Linked DNA regions of Sus scrofa: all the other regions are linked to region 4. Evidence: chromatin contacts called from public Hi-C and targeted proximity ligation data. All regions are on one chromosome and are shown on one strand. The core of a region is the stretch at or near the end of the contact, and the rest is flanking DNA. Distances in the headings are between cores, read along the strand shown. Region 1 overlaps NSMCE2 (E3 SUMO-protein ligase NSE2). Region 2 overlaps NSMCE2 (E3 SUMO-protein ligase NSE2). Region 3 has its middle 160 kb from the start of TRIB1. Region 4 has its middle 44 kb from the start of TRIB1. Region 5 overlaps NSMCE2 (E3 SUMO-protein ligase NSE2). Region 6 has its middle 180 kb from the start of TRIB1. Region 7 overlaps NSMCE2 (E3 SUMO-protein ligase NSE2).

Region 1 (3,077 bases), core at 242-2,741, 210 kb after region 4:
TGCTAATAAGAAGTGCGTTGGGGAAAGAGCATAGCTTTGCATGAGGCAGGCAAAAGAACTAAATAAGTCCCTGAAGAACTCAGGAGGAAAAGAGGGATAAACACATAAACAGGGAACTAGCTGTTGACTGAAAGTGGCTTGGAGATAGGGAGGTGCCGAGGGACTGACCAGCCAAAGGTTCCCTGCCCCTTATTCCACCATATAGAAGCCCACTACCCCAATTCTCCCACTCTTACAGAGAAAGCCCTTCCTAGAAATCCACACCAACCAAATCCTACACATCCTTCAAGAGCTGAACTCAAGCCCTTCCTGCTTTTAATCTCTACCAGCCTAGAAGGGTCTCAATTTATCTTAACATCTACAGTTGATACTTTGGCGCTTTTAAATATAAACGGTCTTGTCTTCTTATATGAATTTGTCTCACTTCTCCAAACAAACTTTAATCCATTGGAGGGCAAGAATGATGCTTTAATGCTCCTGGAATTCAACAAAGAATTACAGCAACTCTTCCTTCAAGATTCTTATGTGGCCATCATATAAATTTGAAAATCAAACTTTTACCAAACTACAAATTGCCCTGCCTCTGATATTCAATTGAGTCAAAATGTAAAGAAGACATGTAATAGAAATTCATTTGCCTGTTCTATTTTCATTTCACTTTTCCTATGGAAAAATGTTGGCACCAGTGCAGGGCGGGGGGCATTATAAAAGTGATGTTAACGTTCACAGGATGACAATTTCAAAGAGGAAAATATTACTGTACACCTCTGCAAGCCTGGAAAGTGACTGCCATGATTAAAAATATACATATAATAATAATAACAGCTGTAACTAAGACTTGTGTTATGCGCCGAGATCGTACTGAACACAATATTTACATTAAACCTCACAGCAACATTAAGAGATAGGTAGCTTTATCTCTGCTTTACATATAAGAAAACCGAAACACTAAGCAGTTGAAGTAACTTGCTCTAGGACACAAAGGTTGTGAGCGGCAGAGCTACGCCTCCAACTCAGACCTTCAAGGTGCAACGTTTGCACACTTGTCCGCCTGGACTAAAAGGTGCTTAAACACAAGAAGGACAAGCAGCTCCAACGCCTCCATAAATATCCAGGGAACAAACCCTCGGGGCAGGGGGAAGAAGAAGACTGCCATGGCCCTGAGCTTCATCTCAGTTCCAGGTGGCCTGTTCCAAGTAGGACACTAGCCAATGCCACTCAAATGCTAACAGGCCTGATCCAGGAAAAGCTTTTCCAAATTCCTAGCCGAGGAAACCGAGGACAAAAAGGAAATGCTTTTCCCCTTTGAGAAGATTACTAAATTTTAAGGTTGGTGAAGAGAGTGGTCTTCCCCGTCCACGAGGCTTACTGGAGGGGCTGTAAGAGCAATCAGGACACTCACTGAATGCCAGGAGAATAACTAAGTCAGCTCTAGCTGCTGGTAGGTCAACCTGCACCAGGCCAAGAACACCAGCTGCAACAGAGATGGCAGCAGCAGCCACTTGATGGCAGCAGCAGAGAAATGTTTAAGGGGAAGGGAAAGGGCCCTGGAAGGCTCCAGCTGGCAAAGATACTTCTGAGTGTCAAAACCATTTCCACTACCTATGCTTTTGACTGTCCTTGGCTGGCCAAGTGGGGTCTGAGTCTAGGAATAGACTCATTTCTTCAATACGCTTTCATTCCCTATAATCGACCCTTGCTTATGTTAATCAAATGAACCTAAGTGATACCCTGCAACATACCTCTTTCAGCCAATGAGTGCGTGGGGCCGTCTCCTGGAGAGAGTGGGGAGGCTCGGTGAGAGCTGTGTAACACATCTGGCACACCAATTAAGCGAGTGCTCCAAGAAGTCAGTTCAGTAGTAGCTGAAATACAGCCCCCTACCCCTGCCCCAGCAAATCAAGTCCAGAGGGTGCAGATTATCTTTGATTTATATTATAAAAATATAAGTGCTTCTGTAAGTACGCCAGTACCACAGCTGTCCTCCTGCAAATCTGGTTTGTCTATACCCTGTGAGCCCGCTCAGCACTCTCCCGAATGTCGTGGGCTGCTAATGGTACCCAAAGAACTCAGAAAGTGTTATTTAGACCAGGAAGGGCCATAGAATTAAACCCATTCTTTAAAGACAGTTTCTGTTTCGTTTAGCTTTTTCCTGTTCAGTGGTAAACCCTAAGAAAATACAAAGAATGATAATAACTGAAGGAGGGCTTCATTTTAGACTGAAGTGCTCTGATATTTACATAAGTATCTGAATGGATGCAGTTGGCCTGTATATGAGTCTCCTAAAGTCATACAAACGTGTAATTATGCGATCCAGGCAGCCACGCTAACCATGTAACCATGTAACCATTAGACATGTCGCCTGTTACTTAACGTCAAAACGCTCTAACAGTGGTATTATAACTATTACTATTCTCTCTTTTGAAGTGTTGAATAAGGCATTGAAGTTACATGATCAGTAAAACATTAAGCAGAAATGGGTGATTATGTGTTGCAATCAAATTCAACTTAAAATTCATGGGACTTCAATGAGAGGAAGATGATAGCTGAAGCAGGAACAAGAAAGCAAAATAATTACATGAAAACAACGCGGGTTATCTTGAATATAAAAGACTAGGGCAAAATGAGGGAGAAGAGATAGACCTGAATAAGGAGAGGAATGGAGATTTAGCTATTTTTACAGATGTAGGCAGACTCAGGTGAGACACACTCCAGGTCTTCTGTGGCTAAACCATGCAGGTAGTAAGCCTGTAACACTGTGCTAATTCTTATGCAGCACAGTATGGACTCGTGAGCACTTATCCAGGGTGAGTTCCAAAATTGCCTAGTGTCTATTCCCACCTTATTTGCTCAACATAACACCACAGTCTAGGTCACTGGTTTAAAAAATGGAGATAGGAGTTCCTGTTGTGGCTCAGTGGTTAACGAATCTGACCAGGAACCATGAGGTTGCAGGTTCGATTCCTGGCCTTGCTCAGTAGGTTAAGGATCTGGCGTTGCCGTGAGCTGTGGTGTAGGTTGCAGACACGGCTCGGATCTGGCGTTGCTGTGGCTCTGGCATGGGCCAGCGGCTACAG
Region 2 (3,302 bases), core at 5-2,504, 140 kb after region 4:
CAGCAATGTGGGATCCGAGCCGAGTCTGCGACCTACACCACAGCTCACGGCAACGCTGGGTCCTTAACCCACTGAGCAAGGCCAGGGATCAAACCTGAAACCTCATCGTTCTTAGTCGGATTCGTTAACCACTGAGCCACGATGAGAACTCCTCCTTCTATAATCTTTATGACTCATTTCCAACTTTGTATGAAGCATCTTCAGATGACTGCTCTACTTTAGGCATCTCAACCCATTATGTCCCAAACTAAATGCTAATTCACTTCTACTCCCTCCTCCTGCCAACCTCCCGGAACACCCATTCTTCTTAATTAACTCCAGTGATCTCTAAAATGGGTATGCACAGAAAAAAAAATGCACCAGAGAAAGCCATAAAATATTAAAACTTCTGTACTAGATACAGGCTCAAAAGTATTTAACTACTAAGGGTATGTGATTTTGAAAAAAGTTGAGATGACTAATCTAATCCAGGCTTCCTCACTGCCTTTACACCATCAGTCCACAAAGGACTTCAATTCTCTCTCAAAGTCTCTTCCACTTTTCCTTCCATTTCCACTGCCTCTGCAGTAGCTCAGATGCTCCACGTCTTGCTTGGGTTTCTGCAGGAGTTTTCCATTTTGTCTTACTTCTTGTATTATCTTTTTCCAACTCATTTTTCACTCTGCCACTAGAAGTATCTTCACTATTCAGATAATATTGCTCATCCAAAAAAAGCAAACAAACAAACAAGTAAGCAAACAAAAACCACTGCCTACAATAATCCAAACACCAAAATGAGGGTTTTTTTCATGGTTTTCTATAGTTTTAGCTCAACCTAGGAATGCAGTGGAAACAAAAGCATGACCTTCAGGCCTAGGTTTGAGTTTTGGTCCTGCCTCTTGTGAGCTTTATTTATGACTTTGGGGAAAATCACTTAGGCTTCCTGAGTTTGTATTTCCATCTTCAAGTGGTGGTATTAATAGCTCACAACTGTTATGTAAATCAAATGAGATTATCTATGCATGAGGAGGAGCCGAGCCCAGAGCCAGGCACACACTAATAGGTGATCAATGGTTTGATCCCTTCGTGCTCTAGGGTCACTGCTACTACTGCCCTCTGCCTCGCTCCCCTGACTCCCCACCCCCACCCCATGACATTACGCACCAATCCAGGGGGAGGAACACAGGTTTTCCTCAAACACGACAGGCACTCTCAGGCCCCTGTGACTCTGATTACACTATACGCTCAGCCTCTTGTATGTCCTTTCCTGCCTTCTCCGCTGAAATTCTACCCAGGCCTCAAGGCCCAGCTCAAATGTCAGCTCTTCCAGGAAGGCTTCCCTTGATTTCTCTGATCATCACTTTTCCTTTCTGTTCTTCCTGCACGCTGCTTACAGCTTTTCTTTGGTATTTCTTTCTTTGTGTTGTAATATTACTATTATATTTGTATTAAATATAAAATCATGTTTACCTATGTTACCTGCATGAATTATAAGCTTCTTGAAGGCAGAAAGCATGCTTTTCTTCTTCTTAGCCTCAGCAATTAATACCTTGTACTGGAAAGGATTTAATACAGGTCTGCTGATCGACTAAGTAAACACAGCAAAACAAAACTTATACCTGAAAAATATACTGTTTCTCTCTCCAATGCATAAATTAAAAGTAACAACAAAATGACCTAACAATGGTAAATTTTGATATTTCAGACTCAGTGAAAAGAACAAGATATTGTTTTTAAACTATTAAACAGATGATATCAATTGTCATCCATGACAGACTACTAGTGAGTGAATATGAATTGAGGGTGATGATTCAAAGAGGAAAATCGTAATACATACATACCATCTATTTAAAACCACGCTTTCAAATGCTTAATGAGCTCACACTATACTGAATGAAATAATTAGGACACAAAACTGATCCCAATCTTGCAAGTATATAAGAAAAAAGGCAACAGAAATAAAATAAACATTAATATGTGGTTATTTCTGAGTGGTAGGGCTACAGGTGATTTTTATTTTCTGTCTTTTATATTATCTAAATGTTCTACAACACACACATTTATATAGTTAGAAATTTAAAAAAAGACTATCAATGAATTCTAATTAAAGCCTAACCAGATTTGCAAATGCTAAAAAGCCTTATTAGCCCAGTAAAAGACTTCCTGATATTTTAATATTTAATCACAACACATTTGTGTAGACATCATTAAACACCAAGAGTTAATGTGGTAGTTTAGAAAAAGATACTAATAGAAAATGGAGCCCTGCATTGTGACTTAGTGACCAATTCGGTTCCCTTATTAAAAATATCAAATGGGAGTTCCCACCGTGGCAGGGTAGGTTAAGTATCCAACTGCAGTGGGTTAGGCTGCTGCAGAGGTGCAGGTTTGATCCCCAGCCCTGCACAGTGGGTTAAAGGATCCAGGTATTGTCACAGCTGTGGTGTAGGCTCAGTTGTGGCTCAGATTCGATCCCTGCCCAGGGAACTTCCATATACCACAGGTGCAGTCATAAATTTAAAAAAAAAAAAAAATATATATATATATATACACACACACACACGCACATATAAAATAAGATATTAATAAAAGTTTTCCTTCATTTTAACCAGAAAGCAGAGTAAGTAAACATTTGACTATTCGGTAGGTAGCAAAGCACCAGCTCTGGAGGAGGAAGGTGTCAGCTGGCATTCCAGCTCAGCCACTTGTCAGCTGTGCAACTTGCTCTCTGAGCTGCAGTCACTCTTTCCACAGATCAGGGAAAATCCCCACACTTCCTCACTATTATCTGCAGCCCCAGTATCAACATCATCGTTAACCTCATCATTAATCTCATAATTAACAAGACCTCTATCCCAATGTCTAGGACAGGGGATGCCCTTTTCTATTCCGTGTCTCACAGATCTGGAGACTGTCCAACCCGACTGGAAGATGGACAAGGATGCGAGCAGGGGCTCATTCTGATTTGAAGGGCACCTGAAGGGTCGGTTAAGCTTGCTGATTCGAAAGTCGATCCTTAGTGACCACAGGCACTGCGACTGCACCAGCCATGGCTGTGATGGTGGCACTCCCCATGGACCCCTCTACAAAGTGGGATAGGATCACTAGAAGGAAGCTGATGAAAGTGAGTGAGTGGGTGGAGACAGGGGTTGGAAGGACACAAACTGATGCGTGAGAGGGAGGAGAGAACAAGGTTTTGGAGGGCAGTGCCATCGAGGGGGCAGGGGAAAGAGGAAGCTAAGGGAGAAAGCGGAAATCGCCAGACTGTCAAATGGGGCGGGGGGGGGGGGGCGGAGAGAGAAAGTTGTCTCGTCCTCTCCACT
Region 3 (2,980 bases), core at 157-2,656, 210 kb before region 4:
TGCTGAGCAGGGTTGCTGTCTGTGCAGTCCTCCTAACCTCTTCCTCATGCTTATAAAGTATCTGCTACAGCTCCAACCATCACGTCCTTCCTCCATCCTGGAGCAAGGGGAAAGACATCCCCAGTAGATAGACATTTGCATCTCATGCACTAAGCCACACAGCTACCCCTCCCTGCAAGGGAGCCTGGGAAAGTGAACTCTGAGCTTTCCACCTTCTAGGACAGAGAAAGCATAGCTTGAAGGGAGTTGGGATGTGTGCTATTCTATCTGCCACAAGGAACTCTCAGGAAGAAGGAAGAGCTGATCATCCGGATGGTAGAAACTAACCTGCAGTTATCTTCAGAGTGCTGCTCACTCAGCCACTCAGCTCCTCTTGAGGTTCTTGAGTCATAATTTACTTTCCCGTAGTCTGACTTTCCAGCATGAGGCAAACGCCCACACTTGGCCGGAGGAATACAGGAACCTTGACCAGCAAGCCCCACAGTGTGGTATTGGATGAGAGACAGAATGAAAGAGCTGGGCAGATGAGAAACAATAAAATGCTCACATTGCCCTTATTAGGATGGGAGCTCCCCAAAGGCAGAACCCCTGACTTTCTCATCTGCTCATCGGCCGCTCTACCTGGCAAAATGATGTACTCAGTCAATCCACTGTGACTTGAATGATTTCATTCTTCAGCCAGGAGCATGAGTTTGTTTTCTCCCCCTTTGTTTTATTTTGTGTCATTGTCATTTTCATCCTCATGTAAGCATGGGTCTTGAAGCCAGATAGACCAGGAATGGAATTCCAGCCTCACTAAACCTCTTTCTGTGGCTTTGGTCAAGACACTTTACTCTCTGTGCCTCAGTTTTCTTCTCTGTAACATAGAAAGATTGAGGAGTTCCCGTTGTGGCTCTGTGGGTTAAGAACCTGACTAGTATCCATGAGGATGTGGGTTCGACCCCTGGCCTTGCTCAGTGGGTTAAAGGATCCAGCGTTGCTGTGAGCTATGGTGTAGGTTGCAGACGCAGCTAGGGTCCTGCATCTCTGTGGCTATGGTGTGGGCTGGCAGCTGCAGTTCCAGTTCAACCCCTAGCCTGGGAACCTCCATATGCCACAGTTGCAGCCCTTAAAAAAAAGAAAGAAAAGATAAGAAGATGGAAACCAATTGCATGAGGTTGCTATATGAATGGAACAACACAGGGTGTGTAAAGCACTTAGTAAGTATGTGGCCCATCTAGTCACTCTAATATCAAAGGCCTGTTATTATTTTTATGTTGGAATTTTAAGCAATGAGAGCACAATAAATAAGTCGCTCCATCCAATTCCCCAGGAATTCCTGTTTGGATTCCTACCAATGGCAGGTTTGATATTTGAGGAGAGAGCAAAGTTCTAATCTTTCCAGTTCATCCTAAAAATAGTCAGCTCTTCTCTGTACAATCTGTCAGCTCAGCAAGTCCCATCTAGGGAACCGGGAGATTGTGTAAGGCAATCTTTCTAAACCGGGGTCAAATGTTCTCCTTTACCCGAGAGTAACTCGCAAAAGATGCACATGAAGATAAGGGGTTGGCCCATTAGTGCGGGGGAGGGGATGTCTTCCCACCCGCGCTGGGGTCTGATGTCTGGAGCCGCAAGGATAAAATGCAACTGGCACCTTTTGCATTCTGGAGAGAAGGGATATTTTTCTCATGTTTATTCATTCAACCACGCAAGTCCATAAATGAAAGACATTTGCTGGAAGCTACTAGCTCAGAAACCAGTAAATGCAGAAGAGCAGAAGTAATTAAGTGAACCTGCCCCTGAGATCTCATGGTCAAGCCATTTATTGAAACCTTTAGGCATTCAACAACAATAATAATTAATATTTATTGAGCGTTTATTAGGTGCCATCCCTAGTTCTAAGACTTTATGTGCATCATTCACTCTTATTCCTTCTCTTTTTTTTTTTTTTTTTGCTTTTTGGGCCTGTACCTGTGGCATGTGGAGGTTCCCAGGCTAGGGGTTGAATTGGAGCTGTAGCTACCAGCCTACACCACAGCCACAGCAATGCGGGATCTGAGCCGTGTCTCTTACTCCACAGCTCGAGGCGATGCTGGATCCTTAACCCACTGAGCGAGATCAGGGATGGAACCCGAATCCGCATGGATACTAGTCGGGCTTGTTACCGCTGAGCCACAATGGGAACTTCCTCTTATTGCTTATCTTAACCTCATGAGATAAGGACTTTATCTTGGGTGCCAATGAAAACGTTGAGGTACCAAGAGATTAAATAACTTATCTGGACTTTTAGAAACTCCCTATCTGGGAAGCTTTCCATTGTTATGACCAGTGTAGGGGACTTCTAACATAGGAGGGGGTCACTCATTGTCAGAATCAGCAAAAGGGAGTTCCCGTTGTGGCTCAGTGGAAAGGAATCTGATTAGTATCCATGAGGGCGAAGGTTCAATCCTTGGCCTTGCTCAGTGGGTTTAGGATTCAGTGCACTTTATGGCTGTCAAACCAATGACATCCTCTGGACATTCTCAAGGGCTTCTCTAGGCTCATGCTCTTCCCTCCCCAAGCAGGTCTTTCCCATCACCTTCTCTAGTAGCCACATCCTGCTCATTTTGCAAAACTCAACTCCACTGCCTCTCTCAAAAATCAAGAAAAATTTCCAGGAATCCCCCACCATATTACCTAGGTATGATCTCTCAAACCTCTGTTTGTCCACCTCTGTTGGCCCCAACATTTTGCCAAAAATTATGTTCGGCTGTGTATCTGGCTTACTTTGTCTATGAAGTGAGTTCTCCTCCAAAGCAGAGGCCATGTGTGGTCAACTGTCTTATCTCCAGGGCCTGGCATTCCTGGGTTTAGTGCCCTGGTTCATGGGCACTAAACCCATATGCCTGGCTCACAGTATGCCCATGTAGGTGCTTGGCTGCCATTCACAGAATGGAATGGAAAGTGGAAATTCAAAAATGAGATAACGGGAGTTCCCATTGTGGCTTAGGAGGTTAAAAAC
Region 4 (3,002 bases), core at 179-2,678:
CAGACCCCACCCAGTACACTTTTAAGATGTGGAAATTTTATTAAATCCCTCAGCACGGCTTCTTTCTATAGCTTCTGTGGTTTAACTCTCCCTGGGTCTTTTTGCTCATGGTTTTAGCTTTTTCCCTGCCCTCGGTCAACCTGAGAGTTTTCTTTCTCTGCTGTCTCAAATGCACCGTGTGTTAACATTTTTAGTATTTGCTACAGGCCTTGCACACTCAGGGAGTAAAGTGACCCTTATCCCGTGGTTCCTTCTGTGTGCTTGAGGCTCAGGATGAATCTGGCTCCTTACCAGCCCGACCTCCCCTCCTTCATTCCTGCCCCGCTGGGACCAGTCACGGGGCATTGGCTCCTGCTGGCGCCCGTCACCATAGCTGTCTCCTGTCCATCCAAACTGGTCCCTTCTTCATGGCCCAAGGTGCCAGGTCCACAAGGTCTTTTCGACCACTGATGCCCCCAGGACTTTCTCACTCCTCTTACCTCCTGAAGGTCTGTGTCTGCCTCATTAAGCTGGAGGCACAATTTGACTCTATCATTCTCCTTAAAAAGACTAAATGCATTGTGTATTTTGTCTTTTTTTTTTGTCTTTTCTAGGGCCGCACCTGGGGCATATGGAGGTTCCCAGGCTAGGGGTCGAATCGGAGCTGTAGCCACCAGCCTACGCCAGATCTACAGCAACGCGGGATCCGAGCCGCATCTGCAACCTACACCACAGCTCATGGCAATGCTGGATCCTTAACCCCCTGAGCAAGGCCAGGGATCGAACTCGAAACCTCATGGTTCCTAGTCAGATTCATTAACCACTGAGCCATGATGGGAAATCCTGAATGTGTATTTTGGAAAAATAAATTATTCTACTCTCAAACCTGGTCCCTCCCCACTCCCAGCCCCCCAGGCAAGCCTTTATGAACTTGGTTGGTACTTTGCATTATTACATTTTCATGCATTCACACGTATTTGAACGAACTAAATGTCTTGAAAGCAGGGACAGGGGCCAAGGCAGGTCCTCAGCTCCCCAAGCATCCAGCCAGGCTTTGGCCATTAGCACTTAATTCCTTTCCATGTGCCATCCCCTGGGCTCTGGACAGCCAGCCCCAGGAGGCGGGCAGGGCAGGGGGTAAGATCTCCTTCTTACAGGTGAAGTCACTGAAACGCAGTGGACTTTGTGGAGTCACCTGAGGTCACAGAGCTGGGAAGGAAGAGAGTGAAATTAGAACTGGCGTCTTCTGACAAGCCCAGCTGTTCTGGGAAAAAGGCTGAAGGACGCTTGACTTCCCTAAACCTCACTCCCCAAGTGCCGGGCTCCTCGGAGCTGAGGTTAGCGAAAAACGTGTCGCAATCCCTCTCTCCGCTCTGGGGGCAGCCAAGCCCGGTTCTCATCTGTGACTTGATACAGCCCTTGGGTGGCAGTCCTTTTCACACCGCTGGTTCAGCGTCCACCCAGGTGAATCATCAACCATTAGCCAGCTGTCACCTCACCTTTAGCTCCGCGCGGTGTGAAGCTTGTTTTCTTTTGCTGGCATTAAACAGTCACCTCTGACACGTGGTGAGATGCAGGACGTTGCCTCCAAGGCAAACACAGCCCCACAGGAAAAACAGATTTGTCAAATACAAGCACTCTAGGGTGCCAAGAGCCGGCTTCTCCCTACAAAGCTCCCACGGCTGGCAGGGATGTCACCTGCCTCCAGGAAACAGATGGGACAGGTGGGTGAGCTCTGGTTACTGACTGATGGAGAGACAGGAGTGCCCCGCTGAGCCCTGTGGGTGTGAACAGGGCCTAGGGGCCCCCAGAGGCCCTGAAAACCCTGTCCCCCTGGGCCCATACTTCTCATATGAGACTCAGATCCATGGGCCAGCAGAACCTCGGTCCTGGACCCGTTCTTTCTGCAGTCCCTGCAGAAATCCCAGCCACAGAGGGCGGCCGGGTATGCCTCTGTGACTAATCGCTAGAGCTTCACGTTGCTGTCAATGACCTCTCCAGGGACTTTATTTCAACACTGGCAGCCTGTGGAGGGAGGTTCATAGGAGAACCCTGGTGGGCGTGGGTGGGCTCTGAGCCTCCGCGGGGACCCCAGCCCCGCTCTGTGTAATAAGAGTTTCCCAAAGGGCCACTTGGGATGACTGTGGATGCCTCAAGACATCTACTGCTTTTCTCGTCCTCGTCGTCTCTCTCTCTCTCTCTTTTTTTTTTTTTTGCTTTTTAGGGCTTTACCCACGGCCCATGCCATGGCCACAGCAACACGGGATCCGAGCCGCATCTGCAAACTACACCACAGCTCACCACACTGCCGGATCCTTAATCCACTGAGTGAGGCCAGGGCTCGAACTTGCATCCTCATGGATACTAGTCAGGTTCATTACTGCTGAGCCACAATGGGAATTCCCATTATTTCAAGAAATACATATTTATTTTAATACATTTTAAAATATATTTAGGGAGTTCCCGTCGTGGCGCAGTGGTTGACGAATCCGACTAGGAACCATGAGGTTGCGGGTTCGATCCCTGCCCTTGCTCAGTGGGTTAACGATCTGGCGTTGCCGTGAGCTGTGGTGTAGGTTGCAGATGCGGCTCGGATCCTGCGTTGCTGTGGCTCTGGCATAGGCTGGAAGCTACAGCTCCGATTCAACACCTAGCCTGGGAACCTCCATATGCCACAGGAGCGGCCCAAAGAAATAGCAAAAAAAGACCAAAAAAATAAAATAAAATAAAATAAAATAAATATATATATATATACTTAGCACATCGAACCTGCAATTCCATGTATGTTATTACTGAAGAAGAGGCCAAACTTTTTTTTTTTTTTTGTCTTTTTGCCATTTTCTTGGGCCGATCCTGTGGCATATGGAGATTCCCAGACTAGGGGTCAAATCAGAGCCGTAGCTGCCGGCCTACGCCAGAGCCACAGCAACTCAGGATCTGAGCCTAGTCTGCAACCTACATCACAGCTCACAGCAACGCCGGATCCTTAACCCACTGAGCAAGACCAGGGATCAAACCTGCAG
Region 5 (3,261 bases), core at 417-2,916, 160 kb after region 4:
GTGGCAGGGGAACTTGCTAGTCGAGTCAAATGAGTCAGTCAAGATGAGAAAGTTAGTATATTTCAGTCAGTACGTCTGTGCTGGCATGAACCATTGCCTAAAGCAGTGGACACTCTTTCAGAGGTTCCCGCTGCCCTCCCAAATGAAGACCCTTCAGGCCATCAGGCTTCTCCCCTCCCCTACCTTCTCGGTACTCCCTTTTCCAGCCCTTTGGTCCAGACACTCGCAGTTCCCAGAAACTATTGTGTTCTCTTTCACATGCAGACTTGAACGGCTTTTGCATGCAGACCTTTAAATGACAGTATTTTAAACAACCATATCCATGTTTTAATGACAGTATCTGTTCATGTTCAGGTATGAGATTATATAGAGGACATTCCAGTATTGATTTCCATCTTGCACACTCTTGAAGCAAAATAATCAGCCTATTTCAAAGCCACTCTAAACTTTACTGCAAATTCCTCTTCTTGCCAAACATTCTCACGTGCTAATCTTCCTCGCCTTTGCTATTAGATATCCCTCCCCAGATGAAAATGTCCTTAAAGGTCCCCCACGATGGCTGTGCACTCATCTACCTCGGGGAGGACTCCACGAACGAAGTCAGGGATATCTGCATGCAAGAAGGGACAGCAGTAACCAAGCGAAGAGAGAGGGGTTAAGTCAAATATTCCATAAGAGGTTAGTAAGTGTGAAAGTCTGCATGTGAAAGAGAACACGATACTTTCTGGGAACTGCAAGTGTCTGGATCAAAGGGCTAGAGAAGAGAGTACTGAGAAAGTGTGCGTGTATGTGGCGGGGGGAGCCTGATGGCCAGAAGAGTTTTTATTTGGGGAGGGCGGAGGGACCCTCTGAAAGAGCGTGGTGGACAAACATGACCAGACCAACACTTTAGGATGATCAGTCCCTCTGGCAGAAACAGACAGGAGGCGAGTCTGGAGCAGGGAACACGTAGGAGGCAGGCGGTAAAATCGAAACTAGAGCAGGTATAACAGTGGGAGCACAAAGAAATGGAGAGGGCTTGGGAGAGACTTTTAGCAATGGGACTAGACAGTCTATCTTGTTAATTGAAAATTCTCACTCATCTCTTTGTAGAAAAATGTTTTGCCTTTGGTGAATGTAAAATAAAGCCGCTGTGCTCTGAAGCAGAAGGAAAATACCTAAGCTCCTACTATGTTTTCTTGATTCTGTAATCCCATCAAAGGTAAGAAGCACCATCAACTTAATGCTTTGTGTGTGGGTGGAAAAAATCAATGTTACTGCATAACAGGAGAGATGGAGGTTGCTAAGGCTGATGGTTGGTGGAAGGAATTAAAAATACTTGAGTCTAACTTGGAAGTTTCCTGCTTCCTGCAGTTGAAGTCAAAGAATCGTGTCCCCCCAGGGAAAGAGGAAGGAAGTGCCTTCCACCAGTGAGCAACCAATGGTCAAACTGGGCAAGGAGGGTTGCCAGAAAGTCTGGGAACACTTCCAACCAACTGGCAGCCCCACTTTGTACTCAGAGCACTGCTGCTGCCAAAGCGACGCTGATGAAAAGGAACATGACACCTTACCCTCTACTCTCATTCCCAGGACTAGTGTGCATCAAAGGATCTACCAGGGAATATTTGTCCCCTGGGGGAATAAAGTTTCCATAAACTAAGTTCTGACCCCTCTTTGTAGTCCTTCAATCCTTCCCCACCGCTACATGAAGCACTGGTTCGATGCCAGGTGTAGGCACCGCAGGCAGTACCAAGGCCAAGTGCCTGCCCTCACTCAGCTGACATTCCAACCAAACGCAAGCTGCGAAATGAAGACCAAGCACCCACTACTGAAGAAAACTGATTAATTTAAGTGACCCAGAAAACTCTATTCTTCTATTTTAGAAAACAAACTATATTTATTTTGGAAAGTTCTACTCAATGCCTTTCATCAACCCCTAGGCCACTCTCATTTCCTCTCCAAGTTTGGGGAGTCAAGTTCCAGGACCCTGTGATCTCAAGTGACTGGTTTCTTTTTCTCTCAGTCCCCAAGACATTAAATACCTGCCTACGGTCCTGGTGCCCAGTCCAGTGCTCTGTGTATCCAAGGTGCTAGTTCACTAAAAAGCAGACTCTGAAGTAAGTCAGCAGGTTTTTTTTTTTTTTTTTTTTTTTTTTAATGCTAAATCAAATCCAAAGTGGATCCTCTGCGGTTAAATCCAATGTACAGCTGTAACAGAATCCCTAGTAGAGTCAAGGTTCATTCAGGACACAGTGATAATAGCTGCAGCTCCACTGGATCTGCTCATATGCATATGTTTCACCAGACACAACGTGGTTCATTACGTGACTAGGGCTGTTTCTGACACTTCACTCTCTGCTTCCCTATCAAGAAAAGCTTGTCAAGCCAAAGCCAATATTGTACTGAAAAATGATTTGTTAACTTATCACCGTTTTTTGGTTCACACCCTTCTCAATGACAGAACATTCCTTATCTACTTGACAGCTTATTTTATCCTTCATTACAATCTTTTAATACTTTTACAGAAGGACTAAAATACTCTGAGTTTGTTTCCTTGCACTTGAGGATTTTATGTAACTGCTAATAATGTCTAAAATGCATAACCTTTTAATAAAAATTATTGATGTTAATGCCTTTAAGCAAGCTAAAAGAAAGATTAGGAAACTAATATTTGGGGGATTATATTACAATTTTAAGAACATTTTCACTTTTCATTTCAAAATATCTGGTTTAAGCCCTATATAATTCTGTGGGCTAAGAAACGTTATTATTATTGTATTACCCATACTTTACAGAAATGTAAAATCCCATTGATTTGATCAAAAATACAAACTATGATTTGGTTGAGCCAGAATCTGAATGTATATTTTCTGATTCCAAATTCCAGGATCTTTCCAGGATCTTCCCTTGACATTAAGCTGATTAAGTAAATGACTTTAAATAGTTATCAAGAAAAAAGGATTTCAGAATAACAAGGCAGATAACTCTGAAGGACATCTGAAGGACAATACCTGAGTATAACAAATATGCAAATATTATCATGATTAAGGCTATCAATTATGCACATAAATAGACAATTTTGTTTTAGAGTTATTAAGATGTGTACCGTATTCCACTTAAATACTATAAAGTGAGGAGATGCTAACAAGGTACCAAAGATCCAGACGTAAGCTCCAGGAGCACAGGGACGTGTCTCTTTTGTTCGATGCTACATTCCCAGCATATTCAGTAAACACTCGTTGAATGAATGAATACAAAGTATAACATGGAGTATAAAAATGA
Region 6 (3,160 bases), core at 36-2,535, 220 kb before region 4:
GAAAAAGAAACCGAAATACACTTTCTGTTCTGCAGGTCGAAACACAGAGCTGTAGTTCCTCAAAACTTAACCCTACCTCCCAGCTGAAGAGAAGAGGAAATCAAAGTCTGTACAGCTCTGGCAGCAGTCATGCTCCAGAACTCTTCATGAAGCTTCCCTACCCTGCAGAGTCGGAAGTGACTCTTCCCCATCCCCCACCCATGCTCCTGTCCCTTGTTCCAACTGGCACATCCCACCGGGTCATTCACACGGGCAGCACCATGCCCGCCATGCCCCCACTTGGAGGGGGGATAATTTCCACCAGCTGTAGTGTGAATGGCGCCCCCTGAGTTGGGTCCCACTTCTGCCAGAACATCTTGCGGATGGCCATGATTTAAGGCTGACACTTACAAGGAGGCCACAAGCTCCTAGGTGAGTTCCTGTGACTTCTGCGTCCCTGGCACCCAGCACAGTGCCTAGTATGGAGTAGAATCTCACTAGAAACTCCTAGGGATTTCAGAAGCAATGAATGTGAAAGGAGAGTCAGCACCCCACTTAGACAGGAAGTAAGCAATTACTTTAAATAGGAGCAGCATCCTAATTAGAGTGTGGATTGTTCTTGAAATAACCTTAGATACTTTATTAGCACCATGCTGTAACCAACTGAACTAACCGGCCGGCCCGTGTGAAATAACCTTAGATATTTTAAAGGGTAGATATAACATAGTGATTAAGATCTCTGGGTCCGAAGTCAGAAGGATCTGAGTTTGAATCCCTGCTCCACAACTGCTGAACCATATTCCCAAACCTCTCTAAGCCTAGGTTTCCTCATCTGGGAGGGCCCACTGAGATCACACCTTAGCCCACTGCCTGATACACAGTAATGTCTTGGTTGTAATGACAAAGTTATGTTGTTATGGCAATTAATCAAAAACTAAACATTAATCCTAAATGGCACATTTTAGTTATCAGTACTCATATCCCCCAAGAAGGAATATGCTGAAGACGTATTGAGTGCTCAGTTAATGTTTATTGAATGACAGAGAATGAGCAAGAGACAGAGAGAATGAGAATGAAGGTGGGGGAAGGTACTAAACCAGGAGTCAGAAGAGATACAGCTTCAGATCTGACATCACTAACATTGTGACTTTGAGTCAGTACCTGTCTGGATCTCAAATTGCTCCTTCTTAAGATTGAAGGGTATCAGATGGTGTCTCAGGTCCCTTCTCCTGGAACCCTTCCCCCAGAGAGGAGCCCTGTAGCCCCTGATCATTTTTGCAGTGTTCCCTCAGATCCTGCAGGTGGTGCTACTGAGTTAAAAAGAGAATTGTTTTTTTTTTTCAGCTTGGTTCCAACTGCCAAGTCTCTGCACCAACAACAGACTGGGAATTAGGGAAATGACTGACTTGTTGCTGAAAATGCCTGGGGCAGTAAACGAATCATTCCATTTCCTTTCTTCCCTAGTTGGCCTCTCCCCGGTGCCATGAAAACTTCAGGCCCTGGATTCTAAGTCCAGTTCCACCACTTCCTGGCCAGTGACCTTGGGCAAAGGCATTTGCCTTCTTGGAGCCTAGTCTTCAAAATGAGGCAAATAATACGGACACCCCTGGAGCCCTGGGAACATTAAACAGTGGTTATCAAATAGAAGAGTCCAGTGCCTGGCACATAGTAGGTATTCAAAAAATATCCATTCCTCTTTCATTCGTAAGGACTATGGCTAGTGCTTGAGAAGTAAGGAGCAATGTGCAGTAACAGAGTAATGAGATGAGCTTCCTAGGAGAGTCAGCATGAATCGAACCTTGTAGGATGGGGAGAGTTTTCCGGACGGATCATGAATTGTTGAATAAAGCCAATTAGATCTTCACATTTACTCAGTTGAAGTTTGGGGGGTTTTGTTTTTAGTTTTTTATGGCTGCACCCATGGCATATGGAAGTTCCCGGCCCAGGGATCAAACTAGCCGCTCTGCAGTGACCCAAGCTGCTGCAGTAGGACCTACTGCACCACAGCAGAAACTCCATTTTTTCGTTCCTTTTTTTTCTTTCTTTTTAGTGTCGCACCTGCAGCACATGGAAGTTCCTGGGCTAGGGGTCAAATTGGAGCCGCAGCTGCAGGCCTACACCGCAGCCACAGCAACATGGGATCTGAGCCACATCTGTGACCTACTCAAGCAGCTCACGGCAATGCCGGATCCTTAACCCACTGAGCAAGGCCAAGGATGGAACCCAAATCCTCATGGATACTAGTCAGGTTCTTAACCCACTGAGCCATGACGGGAACTCCCTGAATTTTGTTTTTTAACCCAGCGCAGTGGCCGCTGCACTCCAGTAGGGCAGAGTCTAGTAAGAGCAAGGCTTAGGATGGAAGTGACTGCAACAGAGGGAATTAGTCCTGTCCTAATGATGACGATGGTGATAACACTAAATCCCGGTGGGATTTGTGAATGGGAAGCGCTGGGTAAAACTGGCTCTGTGTTCAATCCTCCTCACAGAGACGCGGTCACTGTCTCTAGTTCTACTTGAGGAAACACACCGCCTCTCTGCAAGTGACGCAGGTGGGGTCTGAAATCAGACTGGAGGCTACGCTGGATGTGCAGCGCTGGGGGTACAAGGAAGAAGCAAGTCCACACTGTCGGTAGGTGGGAGGGAGGCCCGCAGAAGGAGGCCCGCAGAGGGAGGACACAAGACTCGGAGGTCTGGACGTGGGAACAGGGCATCGACTCTGCAGAGAGGCCTGCAGCGCTGAGCTCTGGAGTTCAGCCTGTTCCCGGAGAGGACGGGACTCACTGCAGGGTTCCAATCAGGGGGATGCTGAGGGGAAGGAAATGGGCCCCCGCTGCCTCTCCCCTCGCCCCCTCAGCCCCCAGGAATCTGGGCCAAGACAGAATCCTCGGGCTTCTAATTAACGTGCCCATCAAGGAGCCTGTCCAGCCTCCATGTGGCGCGTAAATAATTTACAGTGATGGAGCGTGTTTATGTAGGATGGCAGCCAGCAGCCTGCTCCTTCAGCCTCAGTGCTTCTTCTCGCTCCGCTGGCCAACAAGCTCCCCCAGGACCCACAGGGAGGAGTCAGAGGCTGGAGCACCCAAGGACTCCTTCCCATGTGCCCGTCCCTGGGGAGGCAAGGGAGTTCATGGTCCAGGACAGCTGAGGAGCGATGGGCCCCAGTTCCCAAGGAAATCAT
Region 7 (2,925 bases), core at 104-2,603, 230 kb after region 4:
CTACACTTTTCAACTTCAAAACTTCCTGCAAAGCAGCAGCTACAAGACAATGTGCTGATGGCAGAAGGATAGGCATACAGAATTCTATCAATGGAATAGAATTAATTGAGAGTCCAAAAATAAACTTGTATGTCAATGGTCAACTGATTTTCAACAATGAGGTACCAAGACTATTAATGAGGGAAGAATGATGCTGGGACAACTGGACAGCCACATACAAAAGAATGAAACTGGACCATTAGTCAAGCCATCTACAAAAATTAATTCAAAAATGGATCTAAATATAATAGCTAGAGCTGTGAAACTCCTAGGAAAAAATATAGGAATAAATTTGCATGACCTTAGATTTGACAATAGATTCTTAGGTATGATCAAAAACACATGTAACAAAAGAGAAAATAGATAACCGGACTTCACCAAATAAAAAACTTCTATATTTTAAAGAACACTATCAATAAAGTAAAAAGACAACTCACAGAATGGGAAGAAATATAAATCATACATTTGATTTTGGACTTGCATCCAGAATATATAAAGAACTCTTACAACTCAAAAATAGAGACAGAAATAACTCAATTTGAAAATGGGCAAAGGATCCAAATAGACATCTCTCCAATACAAATGTCCAAAAAGCACATGAAAATATACTGCACTTCATTAGTCATCAGAAAATGCGAATCAAAACCATGATATCAATTTGTACACAAACGTTCAGAGCAATATTTCTTAATAATATCCAAATAATAATTTATTAATAATAACAACCCAATGTCCAGCAACAATGAATGCATAGATAAGATGTGGTACATTCAAACAATGGAATATGATGTAGTCATAAAAAATAGAGCAATTGACTGGAAGGGGTTAAAAAGAAATCTAGGTTAGTTATCAAAAATAAAACCTAGAGTTCCCACTGTGGCTCCATGGTTAACAAACCCAACCAGTATCCATGAGGACACAGGTTCAATCCCTGGCCTCGCTCAGTGGGTTAAGGATCTGTAGTTGCTGTGAGCTGTGACGTAGGTCGCAGACACGGCTCAGATCCTGCATTGCTCTGGCTGTGGTGTAGGCCTGTAGCTGTAGCTCCGATTGGACCCCTAGCCTGGGAACCTCCATATGCTGTGGGTGTGGCCCTAAAAAGACAAAAAAAAAGTAAAACCCCATCAAGGGATATAATGAAACATTAATGAAATCATTTTAAATCAATCATTATGGCAGATAGTGCTAGAATGCAGGGGAAGGGGAGATTCAAATGTCAACAAAGCTTCCTCTCAACTTCAGTCTAGGCATCAGTGCAGGCTCTTAAAGCCCTTCAAAGAAGTTCACACAAAGAATGCCTCTTGCACTTGGTCACATGCAAAACTGAAGCAAGAAGCACATCTATTTGGTGCTTCCCCAAGGGCCTTCTCCAAACTGGGTTCATAACTCCCACCCACAGGGAGAAAGCCAGGGCCTGAAGCAGCACCAAGAGACAAGCAAATTAGCATTTCCAAGGTCAACTGCTGACAGGCCTAATTGTTTACAGCAACTAGAGTGTTCTGGCTGCTTAAGAGGCTTACTCCCTCTAGCTTGCTCAAGACCAAAAGAAACTAAATTACCACATCAGCTACAAAATATGAAAGTAGTGTAGGTGTGGAGTCAAATCAGCATGTGACATTTCAAACAGAAGCAAATATTAATAGGATCTGCAGAAGTAAGTTTAAGCTGGTTAAACAATTTGGGGAAAAACCTAAAATACCAATCACGCCAGTGGTAGAGGGCGACTAATACAAAGAGAAAAAAGAGAAAGGAAAAAACAGAAATCGGTAAATAGTATTATCTTGTTTTACTAACTGGTTCAATGTGAATATCACCAAAACCTCTAAAAAGCTACAAAACTGATTGATTTAACTACCCTTAAAATTTCTTGATAGAGTCACTGAAAAGTGAAATACCCTCTCTACTTGCTATTACAGTTGCCATTTGCCACATGCAGTGGCAATTAGGCATTTGAAATTTGGCTAGTCTGGATTGAGATCCATCATAAGATTTTGAACTTGGAACCTGGCACAAAAAAAAGAATGTAAATGTAAAAATAACTCAATTTTAATACTGATTACATACTGAAATAATATTCTAGGCACATTAGATTAGATAAAACATTACTGAAATTAATTCCTACTCTTCTTGCCTTTTGTAATGAGGACGGTGGAATATTTTAAGTTACATACGCGGCTCACATTATATTTTTATTGGACAGTGCTGCTACATATAAATATAACTTTCCACTTATATAGAACACACAATTTCAGTTATAAAGCACAGAAAGAAGAGGGATAAATAAGTCTGGATAATAAAATAATTTTCTCTAGAATAATCAAATTGGTTTCATCTGTTAATCACCAATCAAATAAAAGCATGTTTCTGCTTACTGAAAGACAAACTTCAATGTCTTTTAAAAAGCCTTGATGTTTCAAAAATGATCCTAAGTCTGTTCTACCTCTGCCATGAATTGTACTCTTTGCCTAGAATTAAACTAGTCTTAATTGTTTTCAATGATCATACGTATAATACAAAATGCTAGTTTAATTTTAAAATCTGATCGAGCGACACCATTTCAGTTCTTTCTGTAGCGGTCATTTTCACATTCTATTAGATCATTGAAACCTAAGCCACGTCTCTGATTCAAAGATTTAAAAAAAAAAAAAAAAAAGTAGAAATCAACTCAAATGTTATTCTAAAAAAAAAAAAAAAAATTGTTATTCTCCAGCATCTAGAAAAACCGAGGCAGTACTCAGGTACTATACAGATTCTGTTTTAGAAATCTAAAAGATGACTCATTTACTATTTCAAAAAGTGACACCTTAATATGGATGGGAGAGCTCAGCAAACAGGAGAGCAGAGCAAGCAATTATTTCCACACATGCCATCATGTGGAGAAACCAA

Evidence for each region. Hi-C and Micro-C count contacts between places; a contact is called where the count stands out from the background.
Region 1: a targeted proximity ligation map of skeletal muscle shows a contact between it and region 4. A contact is called at or near these places in 2 of 2 datasets of targeted methods (alveolar macrophages and skeletal muscle).
Region 2: a contact with region 4 is called in a targeted proximity ligation map of skeletal muscle. A contact is called at or near these places in 3 of 47 Hi-C or Micro-C datasets (embryonic fibroblasts and skeletal muscle) and 2 of 2 datasets of targeted methods (alveolar macrophages and skeletal muscle).
Region 3: a targeted proximity ligation map of skeletal muscle shows a contact between it and region 4. A contact is called at or near these places in 2 of 2 datasets of targeted methods (alveolar macrophages and skeletal muscle).
Region 5: a targeted proximity ligation map of skeletal muscle shows a contact between it and region 4. A contact is called at or near these places in 2 of 2 datasets of targeted methods (alveolar macrophages and skeletal muscle).
Region 6: a contact with region 4 is called in a Hi-C map of skeletal muscle, with 10 times the contacts expected there. A contact is called at or near these places in 4 of 47 Hi-C or Micro-C datasets (embryonic fibroblasts, liver, psoas muscle and 1 more) and 2 of 2 datasets of targeted methods (alveolar macrophages and skeletal muscle).
Region 7: a targeted proximity ligation map of alveolar macrophages shows a contact between it and region 4. A contact is called at or near these places in 2 of 47 Hi-C or Micro-C datasets (embryonic fibroblasts and liver) and 2 of 2 datasets of targeted methods (alveolar macrophages and skeletal muscle).

What each region holds. Positions count from the first base shown.
Region 1 is chr4:14,551,295-14,554,371 of Sscrofa11.1, forward strand. The region is part of intron 2 of NSMCE2 (E3 SUMO-protein ligase NSE2); the gene reads right to left. Among named protein-coding and RNA genes, the nearest start is that of WASHC5, 45 kb to the right of the region's middle.
Region 2 is chr4:14,482,652-14,485,953 of Sscrofa11.1, forward strand. The region is part of intron 4 of NSMCE2 (E3 SUMO-protein ligase NSE2); the gene reads right to left. It overlaps LOC106509961 (a long non-coding RNA gene), which reads left to right. Exons shown (of 3, transcript XR_002343108.1): 2 at 2,882-3,103. Among named protein-coding and RNA genes, the nearest start is that of WASHC5, 110 kb to the right of the region's middle.
Region 3 is chr4:14,132,290-14,135,269 of Sscrofa11.1, forward strand. No RefSeq gene overlaps it. Among named protein-coding and RNA genes, the nearest start is that of TRIB1, 160 kb to the right of the region's middle.
Region 4 is chr4:14,340,148-14,343,149 of Sscrofa11.1, forward strand. No RefSeq gene overlaps it. Among named protein-coding and RNA genes, the nearest start is that of TRIB1, 44 kb to the left of the region's middle.
Region 5 is chr4:14,504,880-14,508,140 of Sscrofa11.1, forward strand. All of the region lies in intron 4 of NSMCE2 (E3 SUMO-protein ligase NSE2), which reads right to left. Among named protein-coding and RNA genes, the nearest start is that of WASHC5, 92 kb to the right of the region's middle.
Region 6 is chr4:14,116,301-14,119,460 of Sscrofa11.1, forward strand. No RefSeq gene overlaps it. Among named protein-coding and RNA genes, the nearest start is that of TRIB1, 180 kb to the right of the region's middle.
Region 7 is chr4:14,573,173-14,576,097 of Sscrofa11.1, forward strand. All of the region lies in intron 2 of NSMCE2 (E3 SUMO-protein ligase NSE2), which reads right to left. Among named protein-coding and RNA genes, the nearest start is that of WASHC5, 23 kb to the right of the region's middle.